2 separate regions of the Sus scrofa genome follow, and region 1 is linked to region 2. The links are chromatin contacts, called in public Hi-C maps. All regions are on one chromosome and are shown on one strand. Each heading gives the region's core, a stretch centred on a gene start, on an enhancer-like site or on the middle of the called end of the contact. The rest is flanking DNA. Distances are from core to core; before and after follow the strand shown. Region 1 overlaps BCR (breakpoint cluster region protein). Region 2 holds the start of BCR (breakpoint cluster region protein).

Evidence for each region. A called contact is a pair of places that touch in the nucleus more often than the background predicts.
Region 1: a contact with region 2 is called in a Hi-C map of omental adipose tissue, with 2.5 times the contacts expected there. The contact joins the enhancer-like site here to the promoter of BCR in region 2. A contact is called at or near these places in 1 of 5 promoter capture datasets (liver), 20 of 47 Hi-C or Micro-C datasets (adipose tissue, alveolar macrophages, blood and 13 more) and 2 of 2 datasets of contacts at active chromatin or transcription factors (alveolar macrophages and skeletal muscle).

The regions. Positions count from the first base shown.
Region 1 is chr14:49,284,121-49,288,260 of Sscrofa11.1, forward strand. It overlaps BCR (breakpoint cluster region protein), which reads left to right. Exons shown (of 23, transcript XM_021074056.1): 9 at 3,552-3,673. Among named protein-coding and RNA genes, the nearest start is that of SPECC1L, 47 kb to the right of the region's middle. Within about 2 kb of position 2,226, at least 18 of the 83 cell types and tissues checked have an H3K27ac peak or open chromatin away from gene starts, as enhancers often do. A contact at or near this core is called in omental adipose tissue, where this site is marked.
Region 2 is chr14:49,207,098-49,211,635 of Sscrofa11.1, forward strand. It overlaps BCR (breakpoint cluster region protein), which reads left to right and starts at 1,565. Exons shown (of 23, transcript XM_021074056.1): 1 at 1,565-2,970. The coding sequence starts at 1,665.

The sequences.
Region 1 (4,140 bases), core at 976-3,475, 78 kb after region 2:
CTAGGGGAGACTTTGCCCCCTCTGGAGATGCGACCTAGGATGCAGCCTCCCTGTTTGTGGAAATGGGGGTGATGGTGTCCCCCCGACAGGATTATCATAAGGAACCAGGACATGAGGACAGGGAAACTCTGGACATGGGGCCTGCACCCACAGAGGACTGGGCAAAGGGTTCCCAATAGCTGGGTGAGACTCTAAAAGATATCTCTGGGAAGGGCTTTTTCATCCCCATCTTTAAGGAAACTGAGGCTCAGAGAAGCAAAGCAGCAGAACCAGCGTTACCGCCACATGGAGAGGAGAGGAGGGCAGGCAGGAGGCCTGGGGGCCTGGTGGGTAGTGTTATCTGTTTGAGCAGAGAGTGGTCTCCTTTCTGGTTGGTGTCCCTACCCAGTTGTGGGGGGGCTTCCAAGGGGGAGTGTCGAGAAGGCAGTGGTGTTCGTTTCAGCTGGTGTGTCAACTCACCACCTGATGCCTTCCCTCCCACCACCGCTGCTCAGCTCCATGACACACACAGACACAGTACACATGAGGGGCATATCAAGGTACGCAGGGACACATAGAGAAACACAGCAACACACTCTTTTGCGCACACACACTGCTGTGGTCCCTGTGAGCCCACTCTTCCGTCACTACCCTCAGACTCTGTAGGTGCAGTGCTGTCCTGTCCTGGGGTCCAGCAGTGTCCAGGTCTCTCTCCCACCACTCCACCCCTGGGCCATTTGCTCTGAGTGAGACCCTAAATCAAAGGGATAGTTGCTCCAACCCCAGGACCTTACACCAGCTTTAGAGCAGAGCCCAGGTGCAGCGTGAGCCCTGCTCTGGCCTGCAACCCCAGAGGACCTGCCAGGCCGGGAGTCAGTGCTGGTTCTGAGAGCCAGGCAGGGCTGGTGGCCGGGTCACGGCCTCCTTCCTGGCTCTGGTCCTGTGGCCCCAGGCCAGAGCAGAAGCACAGGACACTGCAGGGGAGGCCTAGGTGATGTCCTCTCCATCCAGCAGCCTCTTTGGACCCCTCACTCAGAGACCATAGCGGCCACTCTCAGGGCCTCACACAGACCCACTGTTGACCTCTATCCCCTGCTGTCTCTCTGAACGAGAAGGAGGCATCTTACCAAGGGTTGGAGCCCCGGACTGCTACTCAGGTGGGACCACCAGCCTGGAGAGAGTGGCGCAGGCCTGGGAGACAGTGTGACGCCAGCCCCTCTGCCAGGGTCCATGCTCCCTTCCTGGATTTGTCAGCATTGTGGCTGGGGACCCTGTTTTCCCAGAGCTGGGAGACCCTTCCTGCACGTCGCCTGTCTGTGGGGCATTTTCTATTTGAGTCACTGCAGGACCCTGGCGTGAGCTGGGATTCAGAACCGAAGCCTGGGGCCTCCCTGGGATGGGGGGCGCTCATGACATGACAGGGAAGCTGGTGGTGAGGTCCTGCTGTGCTCGAAGGACAGCCATGCCGTCCACCCTCATGCTGTGCTCCATGCACAGCCCTCAGAGATGGGGTGCTGCACAGAGTAGGATCAAAACTTTGTGGGCTGGGAGTTTCTCCTGGAAAGACTAGGATTTGCACAGGAAGGATGTGTGGGTTGGGGCCCAGCAACTGAGTCCACAGGGCTGCCGTCTGAGCACAAGGGGCTCTATGTCCACTAACAGGGAGGGGTAGGCCTACAGACCACCACAAGTGCCAGGGTGACCCTGGTGGTCTCTGGAGGATGAAGGTGGTGCCCAAGGTGGGGCTAAGGTCAAATATGTGAGTGGCAGGACCTAGTAAGGGGAAGGGGAGGGCCCACTGGGGGCTCCGTTGTGGCTGGGACCCCAGCAGATTCTGACCTGCCAGAAGGGGGATGAGTCCATGTCTGAGCTGGACATAGGGCGCCCTCTGCTGGCAGCAGGCAGAAGCTCAGCCCCTTTGTGTAGGGAAAAGGCCTGCAGTTTCCCCTAACGGAGGTCCTTGGGTCCTGCCTCCTGGTCTGGAAGACCCTCTGCCACGTCCCTGCTGAGGAGGCATTTGCCCATTCGTCCCTCGAGGACCTCAGTGTCCCGGGACCTTTCCCAGACCTGCCCCCCCACCAGTGCAGACCCCTCAGTCAGGCTGCCTGGGTACCCACCACTGCCTGGCAGTATCTCCAGGGGTACACACTTCTGTGTTTCCCATGGGTGCAGATGTAGGCCGGGCCTCTGCCCACAGCAGGCAGGCGAGGACAGTGACGATGAGTCATGGCCTTGGCACGCGGGCAGCCCTCCTGCCCTTCCACTTACAGTCTGGTAGGCACCGGCAGCTCCTGCATAAATCATCTGCTCTCTGAGCCAGGGGCTGGCGGCCGCCGTGAGCTGAGCTTCAGGTGACAGTGACGTGGGAGTATTAGTGGAGGGCCTCAGCCCAGGCTGCAGTGTATCTGGGGGACTCCTGCAGAGAGCGTGGGGGAGTTCAGGGAGGCACAGTCTCCCTGAAAAGAATCTCCGGCTGCATGTGAGAGTGGAGCCAGGGGCCCAGACTTGGCAGGGGTGCAGTGAGGGGCTGTGAGTCTTGGCCTACTGTGGTGTGCATGTCTGACCCTCCGGATGCGTGAGGGCCTGGGAGTTGCCCTCTCTGGGGTTCCTTCCCTGAGGGGCCCCTAGTCTCGCCTCCTGGGCTGTGGGGTCCCAAGGGTAGTGACCACTGAGTGTCCCCACTCACTGTCTGGTGTTGCTCCCTGAGGCTCAGGCTTCTCGTCTGCAGAATGGCACAAGGACCCACCCACGGGGTGTTATGGGGTCACATCATTGACCAGGCACAGCATCCCCCAAGGCGGTAGGGCAGCCTCTCATCCTGTCTCCGTGTCCTCAGCCCTGTTTGTTGGCTGAATTGCCTGCTAATGTCCATGTGCCCTGGAGCTCTGCAAGCCAGTGGGACTGTCCCTTGGTCTTTCAGGTGAAGCCTCCAGGGACAGGGAGGAGCAGCACTTGCTGGGGGTTTGTGCCTCCAGTTCCCGGCTCATCTGAGGCCACCTCAAGGTCCGGCTGCAGTGTTGGATGGGCATCAGAGGTGTAACCTCTGTGTGAGCCCCTGCCCATCAGTGGGCACTGACCCCAGGCAGCCTAGAAAGCCCTCAGCTCCAGGCCCAGCCCTTAGCATGACCTCCAGGCCTGCCCCCCTCAGAGTTCTTCCGGTCTGTCTCCTTCCCACTCACCTAGCTGCCCATCTGTGCCTGGAGCACCAAGTTCTTCTCACCTGTGCCCTGACAGTCCCTGTACCAGAATGTTCCCTCTTCATGTGGCCAGCTTCTTGCCTGTTCTGGGTCTCTGGTGTGTGCTGGGGAGGCATGGCCCCCCACTGAGGGTCTCTTTCCCCCTACCGTCCTCACAGCAGACAATCACCTTGACTGCCACATGGCCTCCAGTCCACTGGCCATTACCCTGTCTGCTCACCCTCCTCCACCAGCCATGGACGCAGGGGCTCAGGAACTTTGTGGAACAAAGAGCAAGGGTGTAGTGTGTGTGTGTTTAAAGTGGATGAGCTAAAAGTGGGGGTGGGGGTGGAGGCCTGGCTGCCCCTGCCCTGACCAGCCCCTGCCCGCCCACAGCACCGGCAGCTGCTGAAGGACAGCTTCATGGTGGAGCTGGTGGAGGGGGCCCGCAAGCTGCGGCATGTCTTCCTGTTCACCGACCTGCTCCTGTGCACCAAGCTCAAGAAGCAGAGTGGAGGGTGAGTGAGCCGGCCCCCACCAGATGCACAGTCCCAGGGGGCTCAGGGCAGCTTCTCTAGGAGGAGACCTAGTGTTCTTTGCAGCGAGCCTGGAGAGGTTGGAACCCTGTGGCCAGGCCGTTCCCATTAAGCTACGTTCTAGGACTTCCCACCATGGCTCAGGGGTAACGAATCCAACTAGTATCCATGAGGATTCAGGTTCGATTCCTGGCCTAGTTCAGTGGGTTAAGTATCCAGTGTTGCGGTGAACTGCAATGTCAGTCTCAGACATGGCTCAGATCTGGTGTGGCTGTGGTGTAGGCTGGCAGCTACAGCTCCGGTTCGACCCCTAGCTGGAACTTCCATATTCTGTGGGTATGCCCGACCCCAGGAAAAAAAAGAAAAAGAAAAAGAAAAAAAAGCTATGATCTCTTTCCAACCAGACGTGATGCCAGGCTCAAGGTCAAAGTTCATCATTAACAATCTGG
Region 2 (4,538 bases), core at 315-2,814:
CTGCAGAAATGCTTTACAAGGGCCTTGTCAGCCTTGCAGAGGAGTGGGGGTGGGGGGGGGGGTACAGCAGGAGAGTGGAGAGCCTGCAGGGGGCTGCTGTGAGCTGAGCCTAGGGTTGTCAGCAAGTCCTGCCCCAGGGCTTTTCCTGCCACTCTCCCAGGGCATCAACATTAAAGAGCCATGAAAGGAACAGAGAGTGTTATCTGTTTGTCCCATCTGGCTGCTTTACATGCAGTGCTTATGACATGTAAGAGGGGCCCTCTCTTACATATGAGGACAGAACTTCAGCTCAGAGAGGGAAAGGGAATTGCCAAGGTCACAAAGCCTGGAGTGGGAGAGAGCTGAATCCCAGCCAGGCTGGCCTGGCTGCTGGCCCTGGGCTCTGTTCCTCTAGATTAGATGTCAGGGCATCCGTTCTGGGTGGCACTGAAACCTGGGGGAGGGTAAGATAACCTCTCACATCCATGCAGTGACAATAGTCCCCCACGGACTCCAACAGGGGGCTCCTGGCAACGCCCAGGAAACAGAGACGTGGGGTGGGAGGAGGGGCAGGACTCAAGCCTGGTTCTCTGGTTGACAAATCAAATCCTATTTCCTTTTCCCCTCACCCTGCCAGCTGATAGGGGTATTTTCATTTTGCACCCCCCAAATTCCCTCCAGTGACCCTTCTTGCTTTGTGTCTAGGATCGCTGGGCTTCCCTGGGGGATGAGAAAAGATTTTGTTTCACTACCCACTTGGGGTATCCTATCTTTCGCCCAGCCCCTTTCGACCCCCTTAGAGGCAGATTACACAGATAAATTCTAAGTCAGGCATCCCTGGGAGGAACTCCCAGCTTAGGCCCGCAGGAAGGGAGACCTGGGTGTTAGGTGGCCTCAGGGAGAAATCCCTATTGATTATCTCTGTGACAATCCTGTGTGGCAGATGTTGCTTCATCAACCAACCCGTTGGCACCGCTGGCTCCGCACTGGGCAGGGCCCCGCTGGGGGCGCGCTCAGCCCTGACGCCAGCGAGGGGTCGGCGGGCTGGGTAGCAATGAAGACCCGGGATTCCTGTCCCAGGAAGGCAGAACTCGCTGTCCAGGCCTCAGTTTCCCCAAGCGCGGGAACGCCGGCAGTGCCGCAACTGGGTGGGGGAGCGGCCCCTTTAAGAGGCCCTCCCGCTCCGTCCGCCGCGCCGCGGCCACCGCCCCCCGGCCCTCCCCTTCCTGCGGCGGCGAGTGCGGGCCGGGCGCGAGTGCGGCGAGAGCCGGCGGGCAGAGCGCAACGCGGGGAGGGGGTGGCCGGGCGCGGCGCGGGAACCCGAGGAGCAGCGCGCGAGCAGCGGCCATGGGCTAGCGGCCCCGGCGGAGCGGAGGCAGTGCCCGCCCCGCGCGCTGGGAGCCCCGCACACAATAGCAGCGCGCGCAGCCCCGCGCCCTTCCCCCGCCCCGCGCGCGCGCGCGCCGCGCCCGCCCCGCGCCCCGCCCCACGCCGGGGGAGCCGGGCCGCAGCTTCACCTGCCGCCCCGGAGGGGGCGGGCATTGTTCACCCCCCGCTGCTGCCGCCGCCCCGCCGGGGGAATGGGGGCCACCCGGCTCTCCGGGCCGGGCCTGGCGAGGCCGCCGCGTCGCCGCTAAGCCGGGCCCCGCGCGCAGCCGGCTAGCGCAGGTGAGGCCGGCAGCGCCATGGTGGACCCGGTGGGCTTCGCCGAGGCGTGGAAGGCGCAGTTCCCGGACTCGGAGCCGCCGCGCATGGAGCTGCGCTCAGTGGGAGACATCGAGCAGGAGCTGGAGCGCTGCAAGGCCTCCATCCGGCGCCTGGAGCAGGAGGTGAACCAGGAGCGCTTCCGCATGATCTACCTGCAGACGCTGTTGGCCAAGGAGAAGAAGAGCTATGACCGACAGCGCTGGGGCTTCCGGCGCGCCGCGCAGCCCCCCGACGGCGCCGCGGAGCCCCGCGCGCCGCGCCTCCCGCCTGCGCCCGCCGACGGCGCCGACCCTCCTCCAGTGGATGAGCCCGAGGCGCGGCCCGACGGGGAGGGCTCCCCGGGCAAGGCCAGGCCGGCGGCTACGCGCAGGCCTGGGGCCGCCGCTCCCGCGGACCGCGACGACCGCGGGCCCCCCACCAGCGTGGCGGCGCTGCGCTCCAACTTCGAGAGGATCCGCAAGGGCCCCAGCCAGCCTACTGCGGCAGACACCGAGAAACCCTTCTACGTGAACGTCGAGTTCCACCACGAGCGCGGCCTGGTGAAGGTCAACGACAAAGACGTGTCGGACCATATCAGCTCCCTGGGCAGCCAGGCCATGCAAATGGAGCGCAAGAAGTCCCAGCAGAGCGCCGGGTCCGGCCCAGTGGACGTGTCCAGGCCCTCCTACCGTGGACGCACCTCTGAGAGCGGTTGCGGCCTCGATGGCGACTACGAGGACGCTGAGTTGAACCCACGCTTCCTAAAGGACAACCTGATCAATGCCAATGGCGGCGGCAGGCCCCCCTGGCCGCCCCTGGAGTACCAGCCCTACCAGAGCATCTACGTCGGGGGCATGATGGTGGAAGGGGAGGGCAAGGGCCCGCTCCAGCGCAGCCAGAGCACCTCGGAGCAGGAGAAGCGCCTTACCTGGCCCCGCAGATCCTACTCCCCTCGGAGCTTTGAGGACAGCGGAGGCGGCTACACCCCAGACTGCAGCTCCAACGAGAACCTTACCTCCAGCGAGGAGGACTTCTCCTCCGGCCAGTCCAGCCGCGTGTCCCCGAGCCCCACCACCTACCGCATGTTCCGGGACAAGAGCCGCTCGCCCTCGCAGAACTCTCAACAATCCTTTGACAGCAGCAGCCCCCCTACGCCCCAGTGCCAGAAGCGGCACCGGCAGGGCCAGGTGGTTGTGTCGGAGGCCACCATTGTAGGTGTCCGCAAGACGGGACAGATCTGGCCCAGCGATGGGGACAACTTGTCCGGCAGGCTGCCTCAGGACAGCGCCTTCCACGGAGACGCAGGTGGGTACCTCCACCACCTTGGTGGACACACCTGCCCCTGGCTGGAAATCATTGAGTGCTTGGGAATCCGGGGAGGAACAGGTAGATACTTGGGGGAGTGATTTTCAGATGCTGTTGTGGACTGGAAGCATTCACACTGATCCTGTGCCTGAACAAACTCCATCCCACCCTCTTCCTGATTGCAGATTCCCAGTGTGGGAGGAGTGGTGCTGGGGATGGTAGATGGCTCCTGTCTTTGGTTCTGGAGCCCTGTGCTTCTCACGACCATACTCTCTGTGGGTCAGGACCAGGATGCTCTGGGCCGTCACCTCCTTGTCCTCTGATCCCACCACTGGCGCACAGAGATGGTATACAGAGAGGGTCACCTCTGCCGCCTGGATGGATGCTTTTAGCTGGGATTGAGCTGTGTCTTGGGCAGTCCCTGCCACCTGTCCTGGGAGAGTTAGTTATGTGACACGTTTGGGGAACCAAAGATGTTCCAGTTGCTCCCAGGCCATAGGAGTGTCGGTTCGCAGCTCCTGCACAAGTCAGTGCAGGTGAAAATATGCATTAGGAGGAAGTGAGGCGACAGGCAGTTCTGACTCAGTGGGCCACTGAGGATCCACGGGGTGAAGATTTTATCCGGGGCTGGAGCAGAGCCACACCCGTCCTGATCACCCATCATTACTCACCCCTGTATGTCTCACCCCAGCTCCATTTTCGGATCCTTGCTTTCTAGTCTTCCCAAGGACTTCTGCTTACTGGCACTTATTTTGGGCTCCCAGTCCATGGTCTGATTCCTGGCTCTAAGATTCAACCTATGGGATCGTGTGTATAACATCTGTGTACAAATACTCTGAGGCTTGGGGGCAATGGGACTGGGTTTTGAGATCCAGGTCCAGTTTGTGGTTGAAGTAAAGAGGGGGATGGGGGCGTGGGTGAGGCCAGCGGGAATCTCTGGAGTCTTGGTCCCTGTTGGGCTGATCTGGTTCTCTGCTCCATTGATTTTTCTTTTTTTGCTGATGGTGGTGTATATGCTTCCTTCACCAGAATCCTCTTGAAACCCAGCGAGACTATTTTTGGCTCTGTGGAGCGGCCTCTTTGCGATGGGCCTTGCGTCCTGTTTGTTTTAGGCACATCTAAGTTGCCCATTCCATCTGCAGCTGGAGTGGTAGCGGTGTGTTGCTGGGACCTGTGGCCTGGCCCAGCCGCATCCCAAGTCCCTCATGGGAGGCGTAAGGCTGTAGTATTTAGAAACCTGCTTTGCAGGCACTTCAACCTGTCTGGGGTCTGGAGTATTGCCCTGTGGTCTATGGGCACCAGCCTGCTCTGGCCAGCTGTCGGCCGAGTGAGCCAGCTTGAACTGGCCCTCAGCACCATGGTGTGGGAGAGCGTTGTTAACAAAGCAGAAAATGAGAGGTTTTCATGGTGACCTAGAATCTGCAACAATGTTCTCTTGCTGGGGGAATTCTGAATTTCCCGAAAGCTGGGCCCCCTGCAGGCCCTATCCTCACACTCTCAGTTCCTCGCCTGCCTCTCGGTCCCTGCAGCTGAGAGAACCCAGCTCAGTGGGTAACACAGGGTTGGTT